2 separate regions of the Arachis hypogaea genome follow, and region 2 is linked to region 1. A link is a contact called in public Hi-C data. All regions are on one chromosome and are shown on one strand. The core of a region is the stretch at or near the end of the contact, and the rest is flanking DNA. Distances in the headings are between cores, read along the strand shown.

Region 1 (3,894 bases), core at 966-3,465:
TTTAGATTACTTAATAATGATGTTTCTTTTTGTCAACCCGCGGGTAGGTTGAGTGCGGGTAGGGTTAGGGTTGAGTTCAAACCTTACCCTACCCTACCCATTGCCACCCCTAATAGATCAGGAGATCCATTGTCTTTCCTAACTTGATATACCTCTTTAAGATGCGTTTTGCGTGAGGACTTAGTAACTCCACCTCCTGCAAATCCGGCATTTATCATGTGTATGTGCCTATCGGGGATTTGTGGTGGCCGATCTTACTGACTTCCATCTTCATCTCTTTTTTTCCTTTTTTCCTGAGTTATCCGTCCTTTCAGTGAGGTATCTTTCTAGTCTACCTTCTTCGGCCAACTTTTCTATAACATTTTTCATATCATAACGGTCATTGGTAGAATACTCATATAGTTTGTAATACTCACAATATTCTATTCGACTTCTGGCCTTTTGTGTTTAATGGGGCAATGAGGTAAAAGTTTTTCAGTGTGATAGATCTCTTTGTAAATATCGACAAGAGAAACTCGGAGTGGAGTGTAGTTGTAGTATCTTCGAGGCTTCTCCGAGATATACTCCTCTTTTTTCATTGTCTCCTTCTCTTTATCCCGAGTTTGGTAGGGAAGGTTTGGCTTTGGGACGAGATCTCTAAGTCAGGAGTTCTCCTCCATATTGATATACTTCTCTGCCTGCTCTTGTACTTCATACATGGAAGTCGGGTATCGCTTGGATATGGATTGAAAAAACGTCCCTTCTCTAAGGCCGTTGACGAACCCCATTGTCACTGGTTCAAGAGGTAAGTTTTGTATTTCCAAGTAAGCTTTGTTGAATCTTTCTATATAATCTCGGAGTGCTTCACCAACCTCTTGTTTTACCCCTAAGAGATTTGGAGCATGTTTGACTTTATTCTTCTGAATTGAAAATCAGGTCAGAAACTTCCTTGCCAGGTCATCAAAACAAGTCAACCACCTGGGCGGTAAGTTATCAAACCATTTCATCGCTGCTTTGGTCAGCGTTGTCGGGAAGGCCTTGCAATGAGTTACATCAGACTCATCAGCTAGGTACATCTGACTTTTGAGGTGATGTCTTGGGTCGGTCGTTCCATTGTGGAGATCCTTATCGGAACTTTTAAAGCTCTTGGAAATCCGTGCTTGCATGATTTCTTCAATGAATGGTCCTCCCCTCTAAGAGGACTTTTCTCTCTTTTAGCCCGATTTCTCCGACTTCTTAGGTCGGCCTCTAATCTCGAGAGCTTTTCCTCCAGCTCTCTTTGTCATCATATCTCTTTTCGTAATTCCTTTTTCGCTTCTCGTTGTCCATTCAGCTTTTGGCTCAAGTTGTTCTAATCGACCGCGATGCCCATGTAAGAGTCCCAGTATCACCGTGGGATGAGGAGGTTCTTCATCTTCGGGTGGGTGGATCTCTGAATGGATCTGCCATGGTGGCGGATTTCCTGATGTACCTTCTTCGGGGGGGGGGGGTACTTGTTCTTTCCCGTGTTGGAGGTAACACAAGTGCTCAATCGTCGTTGTGAGGCTCCGGTTCCGATTTAGATGCCGTATAGCCATCTTTGAATTGATTGTCCGCCATTCGTAGGTGTAGCTTCCAGGTCTTCGGCAACGGTGCCAATGTTTCGAGAATTATCTGAAACGATGATTAGGGCCAGAATGTGAGGTCCAGATTCCTTATGAGGCAGCATCCAACTTGTGTTGGTGCCGAGGAGCCGCCGTTTGAGTTTTCTTGTGAGGAGGTGGAGGGTGGTACCTACAAGAGACTCCGATGCTTAAGTTAGCAAAGACTGTAGGCAGGTTTTTTGTAGATTGGATTCTGAATATATCTGAGGGTGTCAGCGTATTTATAGTAGAAAAAATAACCAATTTTTGGAGTAGTTCTACCGTAAGTGGTGGATAACTGTTCTCTTTTTTTAAGGAAGTTGTTAAGATTTCCCTTCGAGATAAGTGAAAAATATTTTAAGAGTTCGTTGTTTATTCAGATAAATAAGGTTGAACTGCTATCGTCGTACCCGACCTCATAGGAGTGGATGAGGCCATTTTTATTGGGTGGGCTTCTGTTCTTTTTGGGCTTAGCTGTATTTTTGGGTCGGAGTATAAATAGTGATAAATTAGAACGTATTATAAAACTTTAATTTATTTTTATTTTTTATTTAAAAAATAAAAAAAATATAATAATAAAATGTATAAATATGAAAAATTAATAAGAATAATTTATGTTCGTTTTCCTTGCTTTCCTTGGTCAGTTGGTTGCCATCTACCCAAAAAACAAGTCAAGAGCTTGCACACCCAGACCAGAACGCGTTTCAGCTGTGGCTACTCTCTTGATTCGGTAACACACCAAAACTTCGATTCTTTCCTTCTCTCTCAATTATTTTATTATTTTCTTCATTCTTTTTTTTTTTCCAAAATTTTCCTTAACAAGCACGAAAAGCAATAGCAATTGGATATAAGCAATATTAGTTCTTTGAAATTTATAAACCCTTCCGGTTTCTTAGGTTGTTTTGCATTTACGTACGAGGATTCCTTTCCCTCCGTGAAATTAAGGTACAAATAGTAAGAACCCTTCGCCCCCAATTTCTGTTAATCCGCATCCTACATTATTCGATTCGGCATCAGCTGAGGAAGCAAAAGGAGCCCATTTTTCTTTAAGAAAAAAAAAAATTCAAATAGTAAACTTTTCATCTTTCCTCTTTAGGGTATATGAAATTGCTTATCTTAATTCATGTATGTGTGTGTGTTTATCGTGTTTGTTTCCATCGTTGTTGTGCACTTGTGCCCCGTATTGAAGTATCAGCTCAATTTTGGTTCATTATGTTGTTTTTACTGTCGATTTAGTTGATCAATTTGATAAGCTTTTCATCTAGGGTTAGCAAAATTAGAGGGAATGAGGGAATGTTTTGGTGCTTGATGGATCATAGTAATGCTCAGCAGCTGAGTGATCAATAAAAAATATTTGCTTTTGTTTTGGGTCTTATTTAATATTTGGTATATTGATGATTATGGTCTTGAGCTTTGCTGGTTTCTTAGAAAAGGTTCTGTTTTTGGCTGATAGGCTAGCCAATTATAAAGAGTCATATTGATGTCATCAAGAACACTGAGAAGAAGGCTCCATCATGGGGATGTTGGTGATAGAAGCAGGGCGCACTACGAGAGTTCGGGATTGGATAATTTGAGTGAGCCCTTACTGGGCGACGATGAATCATATGGTAGTAGGAGGGTAAGAGATTCTTTGTGGTTATCTGTTTTGGTTTGGTTTTTATTCTAAATTCATTTGTTTAATCTGTTCTTAAATTGTGATTTTTTTTAATCTTATACAGACAAATGAACTTGATGATACTTGGGATGATGAGAGGAAGAAAGCACAGTTTCATTGGACATTCTTATTTTCGAACCTTATTGCGCAGTGGGCACAGTGGTTTGGTATGTGTATGATTTAGTTTTGACTTCCCTCATAGTTACAGCTAAGTCTCCATGATATGAATAATGAAGTGGTTTGTTGTTTCACATTGGTTAGCAAGAATCGCAATAATTGACTGTTTGTCACTGGCTTTTTTGTTAATAAGTAATTTGTTGTTTTAGTTATCTTCTCCAATTAGGCAAATAGCTTATTCTCCCTTTATATGCCGAAGGACACATCCTTTTTACCATATTATTTTTTGCCCTTTATTCTCCCCTTTTTTGCCCTTTTTACCGTAGGAAACCCTGCATTTATGATGGCATATTTTTCTTGTGTTCATAGTTCATGAGTTCTATCCTAGATTTTTCTGGACATAATTTTGCACCACTTCTGGTTAAACGGGATTAAAATCCCTTGCTTTTGTTGGGAATCGAGTAAAAATAAAGGCAATGAACATCCTTTTCCCCCTTAAAAGTCCTAATATTTATAGTAGCA
Region 2 (3,894 bases), core at 573-3,072, 470 kb after region 1:
TAAATCATAAATTGTTAATTATAATTCTTAAATTATAAACCTAAATCTTAAAATTGGCTAATGTTGATTAATTTAAAGTTGGTTTTTCATTTTTTTTTTCTTAATATATATATAGATGTAGATATTATTTGAGTTTTGGTAACCAATGCTTGTATTGGTCCAAAAAAATAAAAAAATGAAAACTTCATTTAAAAAAGTTAAGCAAGAGCCTTAGAATTTTAATCCATTGGGGACATAACAATATTAATTGAGTAATGATTAGGAGTACTAAACTTTCTTTGTTTAGAAGTTAGGAGGATAATTAGGAGAATAAATTAGGACTCTCAATCATTTTTCATGTTAATTCATTAGACTTTATATTTGATGTCATTCATAATCTTTGATGAAAGAGGAGAGGATGGGGGAGTTAGGTTAATGAATTTCTTACCACATCATAGCCCCAGAAGACAAAGAGAGCTTGGCAAGAGGCCAAAGATCCTTAAATGCTAAAAATGAGAAACCTTTCCAAGTTTGAGGACAATTCCTCATGATGTAAACAAGCTGGCCCAAATTAGGTATCCAATATGCCAAAACTGTTGAAATCATTGCACCATTAAGCCCAAGCTTATACCTCACAGTCAAAAGCCATGATAGAAAAATATGAGTTGAGATTGAAAGTGCTGCAAGGTATGCAATGATCTTGTTCTTGCTCTGTGCTTGGAGGAACATTTGGCATGTGAATGAAACTAAGAATGAAAATACCACAAGAATTGACCATAGTGAAATGCTTCCTGCCACTTCAGCAATGGTTTTTTCTTGGCCTAGAAACTTTAAGAGTGGTGCTGTGAAGATGAAAATTGGAAGAAGGAGTAGTGAGGTCATGAACAAGATTATCCATGATCTTTGGAGATATATTCCAAGCATCTCATATCTTTTGGCTCCATATGCTTGCCCACATAGAGTTTCCAATGCACTTGCCATACCTAGCTACAATTTTCAATTTTCCCAGCCATTATTTTAACTTTGTTAATTAAATAGTAGACTACACATTAAACATCATACACAAAAGCTTGTACAAATCTGATACATTATAAGAACACTCCAACAAAATTGACTGGTATTTTATTTTTTATTTTTTGTAGAAAACTATTATTATACTATAGAAAATAAATTCTAAAGAATAACTCTAATTGCGCTTTCAAAAAGTTCTAATTATATTCTAATTTTTTGTCATACTGCAGCATAGAAATAGAAACCAAATAGAATAACTATTCATTGGAGTTATTCTTAAAAATGTCAGATATGAAAATAATGAAAGAAAAGAAAAATGATGTCTTTGTGTTTGTGTGAACGGCAACATCTCTAACATGCCTCTTCGTACCAAAGCTCTTTAGGATATAACGAAATTTTGCATAGTTTTTTTTTATCTTGTACTAAAATTCTATTGTTTTTTTTAATCAATGGTAGAATCTTAGATCTTTTAGATCATGGAAGTTCTGATATCATATAAAAATACTTACTTATCTTGAAAGTGATAGAAGAAAACACATAAATAGTTATATTTGTAATAAATAAAAAAAATGAAAAAATAGGTCTTACCAAAACACCATTTGCAAATTTGACTAGTAAAGTCATGACAAGTGCATAGGCAGCAAGGTCAGTGGATCCAATATGACCAATGAAGGATTGACTAACCACAGTTATACCAAATGTTGAGAACCTTGACATTATGGCTGGCCCGGCCACTACCCACATCTTCTTGCTCTCTTTCCATACCCTTTTCCCAATTGATGAATTCTTTTGCAAAAGCTTCTCGTTTATTTCCTCCTTCCCCATCTTCTTTTTCTGCTAATATTTCAAATTTTCAATCAGCAATTCATGTCTTTGCATGCAGTAGTGCCTTAATTATTTCACAGATGTTTTTGATCAAGATAACTTGGTTATTGTTCATTTAGGGCATCATTTTATCGAATACCTTTGATTCCAAAAATGAAAATTTAGATCCTATTTATTTAACTTTTTATCACTCTATTTTTTATGCATTATATTTGGAAATAGTGCTTTGTATATCAAAATTAAATTTTTAATGTATTTAGATGTAACTTACGCAATTTTTATTAGGGAGATGCTATGGTGTTTAAAGATATAATGGTTAACCAACTTGGGTTAGTCGAGTGGTCAACTCATTCGTCCGCCTAAACAAGTGCGATATTTAAAGAGTGTTACTAAAACTAAAGTAATGTTTCTTTTTACAATTTAACAATGTCGTCTAATTTAAAAATAAAAAATATTATTGAATTTAAAAAATATGACTTTAATTTTAATAATATTTTGTAAATATTGTTAAAATTGATTAGCAATTATAATCCCCATAACCATAAACATCATAAACTCTATTTTTTTTTTAATTAATGTGTATTCACATAATCAGTTGGAATAACAGATGCTTTATCTCTTTTAATTAACTAATAATCTCACAATCAAACTTCGAATATAATACAAAAATACTCTAATAGAATTGCAATGAAAATGACAAGAGAAGAAAAATTCAAGGAAAGAATCTAACACCTGTGTTTAGAGAACTATCGGTTTGTCCTAGAATCATAATTTCTTTTACTTAATACCAAAAACAGAGTTTTGTTATGGATGTGGCTAGTAGTATTGGGTAGTTTGTCTTTTAACCAGATTCCACTGTTCCATTATTAGAGAAAATTTTATCCATTATTATTGTTAGAAAACCATAGAAAAGACACCTCATTATTGTTGCCATTAGTACTGGGAATACCTCCAAAGTTTGTCGTAATTATTCAATCTGAGAAATTACATGTACAATATTTTTCGGAAGACCTTTTACTTTGAAATTAAAAATTTATTTCTTTCATGATGACCTGAATAAGAAAGGACCTGTACTATTTTAAGAGTGATGTAATACAACAAGGTAGTTTAATTTTAGAGGAAAAATGTCATTTTCTTCTCTTTTGAATGATAACTAAATAAAATAATAATTATATTTAAATGAATAAACTTAAGAGTGAATTCAATTTTACTGTATAGGAAGATAGTACACATGCACCTCCACATCCATATCTAGTGAATGTGTACTTACATAAAAAATAAAGAATCTTATGCAATATCAGTGTTAGTGTAAAAATATATATATGTATGTAGATATTTTAATCTAATATATTGTTGTATTTGTAAAATTTGAGAAAATTATCCGTAATCAGTCGTCACATATTTTTTTCCTTAAAAAAAAAAAAGGAAGGTGTAGGAACAATTTAACAGAGCTATTTGAAGAATTTAACCACATACATTACAATAATATAATTTGAAGCATGTTGTATATATGAACACACAGGATATATAGAAACATAAATTCGTTTCATTGAACAAGTACATCATCAAATTCCAATTCCCCTCTTCCCTGATTCTAACCATAAAAGAAATTAAAACATATATAGAAGAAATAATTTAGTAGCAACGTGTAACGAACTATATATGAAAAATTAATGATGGTATTGGCAACTGGTTATTATATAAATTATTTCATTTTCTTAATTCTCGCCAACTTTTTTTTTTGAAGGTTAATTCTCGCCAACTTTGTAATCGCATACTTGTGTAACCACCAGCAGAAAAGTAAGTATAAAAGCATATGATTATATATATATATATTTTCATATACAGGGATGAATGAACTACATACAAGAAATTAAATCATCATCAAGTTCCAAGTGTCATACCATATAATAATAATATTGAAGAGGGAACTAGAAGGAACTTACCCGGAGGAGTTGCAAAATGAAGTAAAGTAACGATGGAAGAGGATGAGAATTTTGGCCTTATCACTTGCTCAGCCTTATGACATGTATATAATATGTTCAGACATTCAATAATTCATGTAATTAATTATGTATC

Evidence for each region. Hi-C and Micro-C count contacts between places; a contact is called where the count stands out from the background.
Region 2: a Hi-C map of an unstated tissue shows a contact between it and region 1, with 3 times the contacts expected there. The contact joins the promoter of LOC112754709 here to the promoter of LOC112754706 in region 1. A contact is called at or near these places in 2 of 8 Hi-C or Micro-C datasets (leaf and an unstated tissue).

Annotation. Positions count from the first base shown.
Region 1 is chr16:115,856,595-115,860,488 of arahy.Tifrunner.gnm2.J5K5, forward strand. LOC112754706 reads left to right here and starts at 2,216. Exons shown (of 11, transcript XM_025802430.3): 1 at 2,216-2,331; 2 at 2,498-2,546; 3 at 3,055-3,219; 4 at 3,320-3,422. The coding sequence starts at 3,082.
Region 2 is chr16:116,322,948-116,326,841 of arahy.Tifrunner.gnm2.J5K5, forward strand. It overlaps LOC112754709 (protein DETOXIFICATION 21), which reads right to left and starts at 1,823. Exons shown (of 8, transcript XM_025802435.3): 1 at 1,579-1,823; 2 at 428-966. The coding sequence starts at 1,815.